Linked DNA regions of Zea mays: region 2 is linked to region 1. Evidence: chromatin contacts called from public Hi-C data. All regions are on one chromosome and are shown on one strand. Each heading gives the region's core, a stretch centred on a gene start, on an enhancer-like site or on the middle of the called end of the contact. The rest is flanking DNA. Distances are from core to core; before and after follow the strand shown.

What was found. Hi-C and Micro-C count contacts between places; a contact is called where the count stands out from the background.
Region 2: a contact with region 1 is called in a Hi-C map of ear, with 4 times the contacts expected there. The contact joins the enhancer-like site here to the promoter of LOC100383806 in region 1. A contact is called at or near these places in 2 of 25 Hi-C or Micro-C datasets (ear and tassel).

Annotation. Positions count from the first base shown.
Region 1 is chr4:99,226,702-99,232,123 of Zm-B73-REFERENCE-NAM-5.0, reverse strand. LOC100383806 reads left to right here and starts at 2,537. Exons shown (of 3, transcript NM_001176438.2): 1 at 2,537-3,645; 2 at 4,564-4,605. The coding sequence starts at 2,958.
Region 2 is chr4:99,676,179-99,681,017 of Zm-B73-REFERENCE-NAM-5.0, reverse strand. No RefSeq gene overlaps it. Among protein-coding and RNA genes, the nearest start is that of LOC100282648, 180 kb to the left of the region's middle. Within about 2 kb of position 3,452, at least 18 of the 20 cell types and tissues checked have an H3K27ac peak or open chromatin away from gene starts, as enhancers often do. A contact at or near this core is called in ear and tassel, where this site is marked.

The DNA.
Region 1 (5,422 bases), core at 1,288-3,787:
TGCAACATTGTGGGCATATATACACAACATTCCTTTTTTTCTTCTTTTCGAAACTACATAGTTTTTTTTTCTTCCTTTTTTTGCCTACAAATATTATAACTGCACTGAAGCATTGTCATGTGGAGCTGAGGATAGACAAGGGGCATGCTTGATGCTTGCGACCCTGTCCCTGGCCGGCTTGGCCCGTTTAACTGGTTCAGGTTGAAGCTAACATGTCTCGCCTACTGCAACTCACTTTGTTTGCGCACTTGTACCATATGAGCCTGGCTCAGACGAGCTGATGCTTGTCATCCAGTAGGCAGCCGGGCTAGAAGGCTAAAACTAGTTAAAAGCGAAAGCCTTGTGCCACGAGTAGGGCTGGATGAAATGCTCGTGTCTCGCTAGCTCGCTCGGTTCATGGTCAGCTCGATTCGGCTCGGATCGGCTCGTTTGAATTTTTTCACGAGCTGAGCTGACATCCTAGCTCGGTTTGTTAACGGGCCAGCTCGGTTCGTTAATGAGCCAGCTCGCGAGCTAAACGAGCTATCATATTACAACAAAACGAAACTATATGCATATCATTTACAGAATAATTGATGAACGTATTATATATATATGTGAGGTGTTTATGGCCTATGAATTAAACTAATGATTAATGAACTATGTCTATGTGTTAATTTGGTCTATGCATATATAATTATGGATTAAACTGATGAACATGTATGTGAACTGTGAATTAATGAGTGATGAATTGTGCTAATTTGGTGTTACATTGACGTGGTGTCTGAAACTATGAGTATAATTACTATTTTCTATTGTTAAATTAGTTTGAAATTAACTAAAAATAATTATTATGTACATATTATTTTTTCTGCTGTGTCTCGCGAGCTAAACGAGCCAGCTTGAGCTCGTAAATGATCCGAGCCGAGTTGACTCTGTGGCTCGTTACCTTAACGAGTCGAGCCGAGCTGGCTCGTTAGCTTAACGAGCCGGCTCGAACTCGGACGAGCCGAGTCGACCTAGCTCGTTATCCACCCCTAACCACGACTAGCCATGCTCCTAGGTAGGCCTGGGCAAAAAGAACCGGAACCGAGGAACCGAACCGAAATAACCGAGAACCGGAACCGAACTAACCGAACCGAAGGAACCGTTATGAAATTCGGTTCTGGTTTTTTGAGAACCGAAATAAATGAGATATTTTCGGTTCTGCACTCCAAAGAACCGAAAGAACCGAAAAACCCAAAAGTATTAGATTCAATTTGTTACATGTGTTTGTAACTTCGGATGTTGTGTTATCGACTTATGTTGAACCTCTAATCATCCATGTATTATCTATGAAATTATAGTCATTGTGCACTTGTCGTTGTTTGTGGGGAGATGTTGCTGAAATTTCTCACAAAAGTTGTCGTTATTCATAATTTTAGAGTGGCTGTTAAAGTTCGGTTAGAACCGAGGAACCGAACCGAAGAACCGAGAACCGAACTAGTCGGTTCTGATTTCTTTATCTTGCTATTTCGGTTCTAGTTTTTGAAGAACCGAATTTCTACAAGAACCGAGGAACCGAACCGAACCGAACCGAAGAACCGAATGCCCAGTCCTACTCCTAGGAAACGAAACTTGATCTCGTTTCTGTGAACCAGAATAAAAGGCTAAATTTGCACACGAATAGCCTGGCTCCCGAGCAAGCCAGACGATGCAAACACACGAGCTACAGCCGGGAACGCAGTCACGCTGCTGGGTCATAGGCAAACACACCCAAGATGTTTTACAGAACGGAACTACTTAGCTAGCTTGCTTTTATACGTTATAAAAAGAGTAGAATTGAAAAATAAAAAAATTCTAGCACATATCCACTGGGGAGACCGTTTTGTCTAAACGACACATGTAGGGGGTGTTTGGTTTAAGGAATCACTACATCCAAATTGAGGTGGTGCATCATGTGGGATGACCTTATTCCTCATATTAGTACTAACTAATTAACTATGAGTAATGAGGTGGTGATGAATCAACTCATTCCATTCCACAAACCAAACAAAAATAGTGAGGAGTGAGAAGATGATGGACTAGCTCATTCCTTAAACCAAACACCCTAGTAATAAGCACATAACGAAGCATCTACGATGGACACGTAGAGACACAAAATAGTCCTGTCCATTCCTTTCAGGTGCCTTCTTACTATGAGGATGCCCAAAATCGATTGGAAAAAGGAGAGAGAGAAAGTCCGGAGACCGTTGGGATCAGAGGTTGGCGGCCTATTGTTGTGATCTAACCACAGGTCCTAATCACACAATAAATTAAGGCACCAGCACTCCTTGCAGTCGCAAGAAGACCACCCCACCTCTTCTTTCTCCTAGAAAACCCCTTGTATTGAGCCACCTTTTGCCTGTTACATCATGGTGGACATTGGAGGACGCATGATGCATGGGCACTTGGTATTGGCACCGATTCCCTATCCCCTGCTCCAACTAAAATCCACTCTCTCTGCTAGCCTGCCTCTAGCTCTATCTCTCTCTCTCTCTTTTCTCTTTTCTTTTCTTTTCTTTTCTTTTGTGGTTTTATCTCTTCTTTCATTCAGCTCACATACAAACTTAGATATTTTTATATTAAAAATAGTTGCGTATGAGAAACCAAAAGGCGGGAATGACTTGGCGGGGAGAAATACTGACCACTTAGAATTGGCTACTCCTATCACAAGCCACATGAGTCTGTGCCTAATTAAACGCCATTGCTCCTAATCCCCTTGCTTAAAGTAAGACAACGCAATCCTTCCTCACCCTCCTCTCTCTCTCTCTCTCTCTCTCTCTCTCTCTCGGCCTCCGTCTCGTTGCTTTCTCTCCGCCGCCTCCCCCACGCGCCCCCGCCCCTCCCCTCCGCTCTTTCTTTCTCCTACCGTCGTTAACTCTCCGTTACATCACCAGCCTCACGCCGTCACGTCAACTTCCGCCACAAAAAGCACCCGCCCCTGCCCAGCCCCAGCCATGTCCACCGCCGGCGACCCCGCCGTCGCAGCAGCAGCAGCTGCGGCAGCGGCCACCCCGTCAGGTCGCGCGCCGAGGCTGCCGCGGTGGACGCGGCAGGAGATACTGGTGCTCATCGAGGGCAAGCGCATGGTGGAGGGACGCGGCGGGCGCGGCGCGCGGGGCCGCGCGGCGGCGGCGGCGGCTTCTGGAGAGGCCTCGGCGGTGGCGGCGCTGGAGCCCAAGTGGGCCGCGGTGGCAGAGTATTGCCGGCGCCACGGCCTCGAGCGGGGCCCCGTGCAGTGCCGGAAGCGCTGGAGCAACCTCGCCGGAGACTACAAGAAGGTGAAGGAGTGGGAGCGTGCCGCTGCGGCGTCGCGCGAGCCGTCCTTCTGGGCTATGCGCAACGACGCGCGCAGGGAACGCCGCCTCCCGGGCTTCTTCGACCGCGAGGTGTACGACATACTCGAGGGCCGGGGCCGCGCGATCGTCGACGGCCGCTCCGCCCGGAATGCCGCGGCGGAGCAGCCGGCGCCGGTGCGCGTCGACGAGGACAAGGAGGCGGAGGTGCCGGAGGCCGTATTTGACAGTGGCCGCCCGGCTACGGAGGAGGCCTTGTTCTCGGAGGATGAGGAGGAGGAAGAAGAGGACGCACCGCCGGTGGCCCCACCTCCCCCTCCACCACCAGTCATCGCCGTGCCTGTATCTGGTGAGCTGCTCGTTGACTTCCGCTTCGCCTTTTTGCTGCCTCCCGGTGCTTGCACTGTCTGGGTTTCGGTGCTTCATTAATTTTTTGGTGCTATATTAGGGCATGTACAGTGGTGTTTAATGTGGAGGCTTTTAAGGTGTTTAAGGGGGTTATTTGCAAAAAAATCTTAGAGTCGTCTCTCCACGAAGAGACGCCTCTGGCTCGTAAACCAAGTAGCAACAGACGCCTCACTTCCCACTGTACGAATTTGTCGTCTGTTCTATCGATTTGATGCTATACAAATACATTTAATTCTGTATTTATTAATAGACTACGTTTGTAGACACTCCATTGTACAATACAGTCTCTTAGTTGTCTCCTGTGCTTAGAGAACCGTTTTGGTGTCTCTCCACTGTACATGCCCTTATACTATAAAATCAGAAAATTTTAATTGCGAATTCGTTTTGCCGCTGTTTATACTTGAGGTAAAAGGTTGGAGCCTTTCTGGTTCTTGACCATGCTTAAGTTGAGGTATTCATTCATAACTTGTAAGCACAAGTACTTCCTTCAAATCGGATGCTGTTGATTGGACGTCCTACTAAGTATCCTGTTATTAGATGTATGTTGTGTTCTTTATTTTGGTGCTTTAACGGGGTGGAAAATTTCAAGTTCTTGGTCCTCTTTATTTTTTTCTCTTGGAACATCCGCAATCAACTTTTTAAATGGAATAATTTAGCTGCTGTTCTGGTCCTGGATGATTCGGTCTGATTATCATTTTGGTGTGCTGGAATTTAAGTTTGAGATTGGAGCTTGAGTGACTCTCTGATTCATCTCTTATTCCCGACTGTGTTCATTTGATGTACTTTTTTCTTCTATTGTCGATCTCATTCGTAAGTCCACTGGTTTGTCTTGAGTAATTGCTTCAATTTTCCATTTCAGAGAAGCCCGAGGCATCAAGGCAACAACAGAGTGCTGAGCAAGGTACATGAACTTTTACTTCGTTTACTGTTCTCTAGTTTCCTTTATATTTTTTTAACTTGCAACTCCAGATCTTTTAGTATCGCCGACGAACTTTACTGTTCCATTGTGTTCATTAGCCTATTGTATGCATATCACTAATTTAGTGTTGTGTTAGTGATGAATATGGTATTTTCAGCAATTATAATTACAGCATGTGTCAGATGCACAACTTCTCATTATTGAAATTCACTTTGCACTTGAACTTTCAAATTTCAGCAAGGCTTCAGTTGAAGAGAACTATAGAATGTCTTTGTCGGTTTGCCTGCATAACTAGTGTGAACTGTATCATCAGCTATGAGCCATCCATTGTTATAACTTATAATAGACATTATTAAGTCGTGTTGCTAAGTGGTCGTGGGGTAGCCGAAACCAAACTGATACTGTGCTGGATTGCCAGCTTATACGAAAGTGTAAGCAACCACAAATGGCTCTCTTTGGTCGTTACCATGTCCATCAAACTTTTTCCACATTGGCAGTTTTGGATGAATCACGGTTATCAGTTTCTTTCTGTATGATACTGTTCCAAAGTTTAAATCTTCCAAGTGATCAGTTTTAGTTTAATAATTGATTATTACAGATAATGAAATGACTCAATTTTGATATAACTTATGTGAGATTGGCTTTAAGCTTTGTCATAGACTGTTGAGGAGTCTCATATTGTCATATTTCGGTCAATATATTTTTATTAGGTGGAACTAGTTACTGTATTTGCATCAACCCTTTATTGCTCACCTTTTTGTTAGGCCTCGTTTGGCAACCAGAAACGCTTCTGGTTCTT
Region 2 (4,839 bases), core at 2,203-4,702, 450 kb before region 1:
CCATTTCTAAATTAATTTCTCTGATTTCTTAATTCCCTGGACTGCGCCTCAATTTCTATACAAGACAGGGGCCCCGGTGTAAGGTTTCCTAAGACTCAGTTTACCCGTGCAGTGGACCGAGGGTTTATTTAGTAAAAGCATAAGGTCTTATTCGCAAAATGAACGGACGAAGGGGTATTGCGCTACCTGGCCGTTTGATTGAAACCGAGGGCCACGATTAAATCTGGACGCGTTCGAATCGGTACGCAACCCGAACCTCAGGATCCAAGATCTACGCCCCTGATTTAATGTGACTGCGATCAATCCTATGCCCTTGGATTCCAATTTGGTGGTCCCGTTTTAATGAGCCGAACCGGTACATCTCCCTTCTAATCTCATCCGTCCATCAAGATCTGACGGTGCACGCGATTCTCCCGATCCCAGAGCGCCCAAGCGGCAGCGCCGTCCACCCGACGACGGCGAACCCGCCGGAGCGGCGTGCTCCCGCCCCTCCCGGGCCTATTTCCTTAGCCGAACGACACTACACGAACTAGAGATGAACGCGAGTCAGGGGAAGGAGTCCTTACCGTGAATCACGCCGAGCTGCGCCCTGCCCACGAAGGTGTGCGGATCCGTGGCGGCGCCATTACTCCGGTGAGCAATCAATGGCGCAGGAAGCAGGAATCCCCCCCGCGACAGCCGGTCCGAGATCACCCCACGCACCGGCGCCTATCCCCGGTTTCCCAATTCCACGGATTATCGGCGTAAGTGGGCAATTGAGGTGGTCGCGATTTCTCTCCCTCACGCGGTAATGTCTGGCGGAGGCGTGTAGATAGGGGAAAGCCACGGGGTCTGGCGTAGACATTTTATAGGTCGGGGACCCCGCACTCGAAGGCTCCATGCAGGACTCTGTCCCCGCACTTGCCGTGGTTGCCCACGATTCCCGCGCCGCGCACCGGCTATTGAGTCCGTCCGAGGAGAGCGGCGAAGGAAGAGGAGATGCCCGACGACGTGGCCCCACCGGCAGTGAAAGGGGGCGCGTGTTCAGCTGAGACGGACACTGGGGATTGGGCCCGAGCGCCGCAACAACCCCCCGCGATTCGTGTCGGTATCCCGAGCTCCGCGGAGACGAATGCCCATGGGGAAGATGACGACCGCGACACTGACCCGATGGCCCCACCCACAGAGACCAGCGGGAGCGGCGTCCAATTTTGGGCCGATGCGCGTGGCGGCCAACTGACCAATGGGTCCCTGTAGTCAGCGAAGAACCAAGCGTGCGCGCGATAAGCGGCTGCCAGCGGGCCCCGCACGTCAGCCGGACACGCGCGTGGTGGAAGGGGAAACGGGCTGCGCGGAGGTTAATGGTCAGATGGGCCGCGCCAGGAGGTTGGGGATGGGTTGCGAGGGAGTTGGGCCCAAAACAAGGTTTTCCTAATTTCCTTCTCTTTTCTTTTTCTTTTTATTTCCCCTTTTGTTTTCTCTTTTTCATTTCTAATTCTAGTATTTGAATTCAAATTTATTTTGCAGCATAACTTGTTCTCAAATTAAGTACTCATCTTGAACATACTAGTGTGGAATTTATTTTGTATTTTATAGTATTTCCTCTTTCCTTCTCTATTTGAAACCCTTAATTCTCAATTTAGGATTCAACTTCATCTCAAGTCATTGTTTTATTTCTACTAGGATTATTATTATTATTATTTTATTGCACAAGCAAACAAAAACTCCAAAGGATGCACAAGTTATTTGAGTGTCTTTTGTTAACTATTTATTCTTGTTAAGCAAAGTGTTCTCATGTGATGGTAAATAAATATAACACCCACTTAAAAATAAGAAAATAACCTTTCTCTTTTTTGTATTATTTTTTTACAAATTGGGTATCACAAGTTGATGTCCTCATCACTTCTATTCGTAGCAATACATACAAATAGACAGAGAGTACATAAAAATAACATTACACCAAATATGAGAACAAACAACGTAAGAAAATTCTACACCTTGCTACTAGATCGTAGGTTCAAGAACGACTAAAATCAGAGTTATGATTTAGAAAATATAGTTTTTCTAAAGTTTTAGGTGATTAAATGGTAATAATATCTTCTATGTAATAAATCATGTGAGTTTAAACATGTTACAAAGAAATAACTATTTCAACCTTAATCTAAATCATAACTTGATTTAATATCATACTTTATTTAGTTTATAATTATGGATAGATTACCTTTGATTAGAAAGGTTAATTTACTATACAAGTAAATAATTATCTAATTATAAAGTTATGTGATATAACAAAATAATGTATGCTATTGTGTAGATGATTTTATTACGAACCTATCGCAATTGGAACGGATTAAATCAGAGTTAAAATAGAGAAGATACGAACTTCCTAAGATTTTATACTTATTTTTACACTTCCTATTTTCCAAATTTATTTTGGGTATTTTAAGATTCCCCGGACTACGGCCATTATTTTGTATAAGCTTGGGGTGAAAATCGTAAAATTTGGGACCTATATGTAATGGATTTCCTACTGGAGTGGATGGCGGGTTGAATCATAGAAACCACAGGGTCTATTTAGCAACAGAAGCACGACGAAGGGGTACGCAGATTCGCAGTTGTCCGATCTAACTCTAATGGTCTAGATTAGATCGAGACATATCTGAACCGGTGAACAACACTGGTCATTTGATTTCGGATCTACGATCAAAAGACCATCCACGCCACGAGCTAAACCTGATTCGATTCTTTGCCGATCTGTGGCTCAGATTTAAAAACGCGAAAGGGTACACATGTGTCCTAATCCACGCCGTCCAAACCTAGATGAACGGCCATCATCTTTCTTCCTCCTCTGAACCCAACACGGCGGCGCCGCCCAGCGATTACGATAGTTCCCCACTGGAGACGCGCTACTCGAGGCTCTGGGACTCAAAACCCCACGTCAATCGGTGCTATACGGGGCGGAAACTACTACAAATCTATGGGATAAGACCTCACCTGGCTTTGCGGTGCAGACTCCACTACCCACGATGGACAATGGCTCCGCGGCCCTCATGAACTTCGGTGAGAAATTCGTTGACCCAGGGCGCCCAGCCCACACCCCAGTGGTGCTATTACTTGAGGCGAACACAGGAGACCACATTTGATTGCTTCCCGAGGGCTAAGCGACACCACAAGTCAACATCACTGGCCACGGTTCAACTTTATCACGGTAATGGTGGTCTGGCTCTCGAACCCTATTTTCATGGTGGTGGCGATATTCGACGGGATCCCACGGTAACTTGTTGGATGGACAACGGGTATAGGTGCACGGTATTTATACCTAAGCAAGGAAGATTACATGGCTCGGGGATCCCGGTTGCGACTGGTTCAGCGAAGTCCATTGGAGTTTGTTACAACACCCAGCTTGGGGAGGACGACAGCTGGCATCCTGGTCCCACGGGTCGGTGACGAGACGAGCTAGTGCGAGGGGGTGACGTTCGGGCCAGAGTGACAGCGGCCCAATGCCCCGCGCGTGCAATAGGGTGAGCGGGCTCCCAACGGGCCCCGCATGCCGGCACCAAGGGCGAGGCGCAGACGCAAGCTGGCCTGAACCGAGCGATCAGGCCGAATAGGCCAGTTTCTAGTATCTCTTTTTTTGTTTTCTGTTTTCATTGTTCTATGTAGATTCTAGGTTAAATTTCAATTTCAAATATAAGTTAATCTCTCAAAATACACCAAAAAATAACTCCAGTATGGATGCATTACTATATATTTTATATACATATTTATTTATTATCCTATTTTTGCAAATGCTTCTAGCTATGTAGTTCGCACAAAGATAGTTTATTTTAGAGAAATAATTTTCTATTGTATAGTTTCTATTAAGGTATGATTTAACTTAAATTTCTTTAAGGAGTACCTATCAATGTATAGGTCACAAAGAGATAACTTCATTCACTTAGTGATCTTTTCATTTGTTCTTTTATTAGAAAAGATATTAATTTTGAGAGAAGTGACTTGAAAGTGAGAAAATCCTTATTAAGAGGTATTTTAGTTCAAATCCTTTCAGAGAGTTGTACTAGATTACAACTATAGGGTTTTGAGGTGTTACAATATAGTAACTGTCGAGTCTAGAACATAGAATTTGTTTTTAATTATACATAAAAGGAAATATAAGCTGAATATACAATAGTATTAGAGTTTCAACATCACATGTGGATAAGAAACTGCAACAAACAAGATCAAAAGTTCAAAGCTAAATTATAGATTTGTTACGGTACCTATAGTAGTGCAAGAAGAGCTAAACTAAAGGCATGTTCGTTTTAAATACAATTCAGATGGATTGGAGGGAATTGAGAAAGATTTGATCTCTTAAAAGTTAATATCCTTCTTAATACCTAATGATCCACTCCAGTCCACTTATATTAGAATCAAACGATATGGATTAAAACCCGTAGAGTTGTGGTGCAAATGGTGAAAGCACACATAGACGCTAACAAACAGAGCCTGGATGATTTAGTAGGCTAAGTAGATGAGGTAAAGGGATACTAGAGTATTTTATGCTACGAGGTGTCTGATTGCTTTTCTAAAAACTATGTTTCTAAACTATGGTATTTTTTGAGTATTAGAAACTTCACTCCAATCCAAAGATTTAATGACATGCCTAGCTTTTGTCTAAATATCATGGTTTACAATGTTATATCTAAATAATGTTTCCTAAAACTATGATATTCATGGAGCTAGCAAAACTATAGCATCATCATGATAATTGCAAAGTATAGTATTATAAAACCATAGTTTCGAGAAACATTGTTGCCAAATAGATCTTGATTATGTATAATTTTGTTTATTTATAAGTTTCATAATTAGATTTAGTGGAGT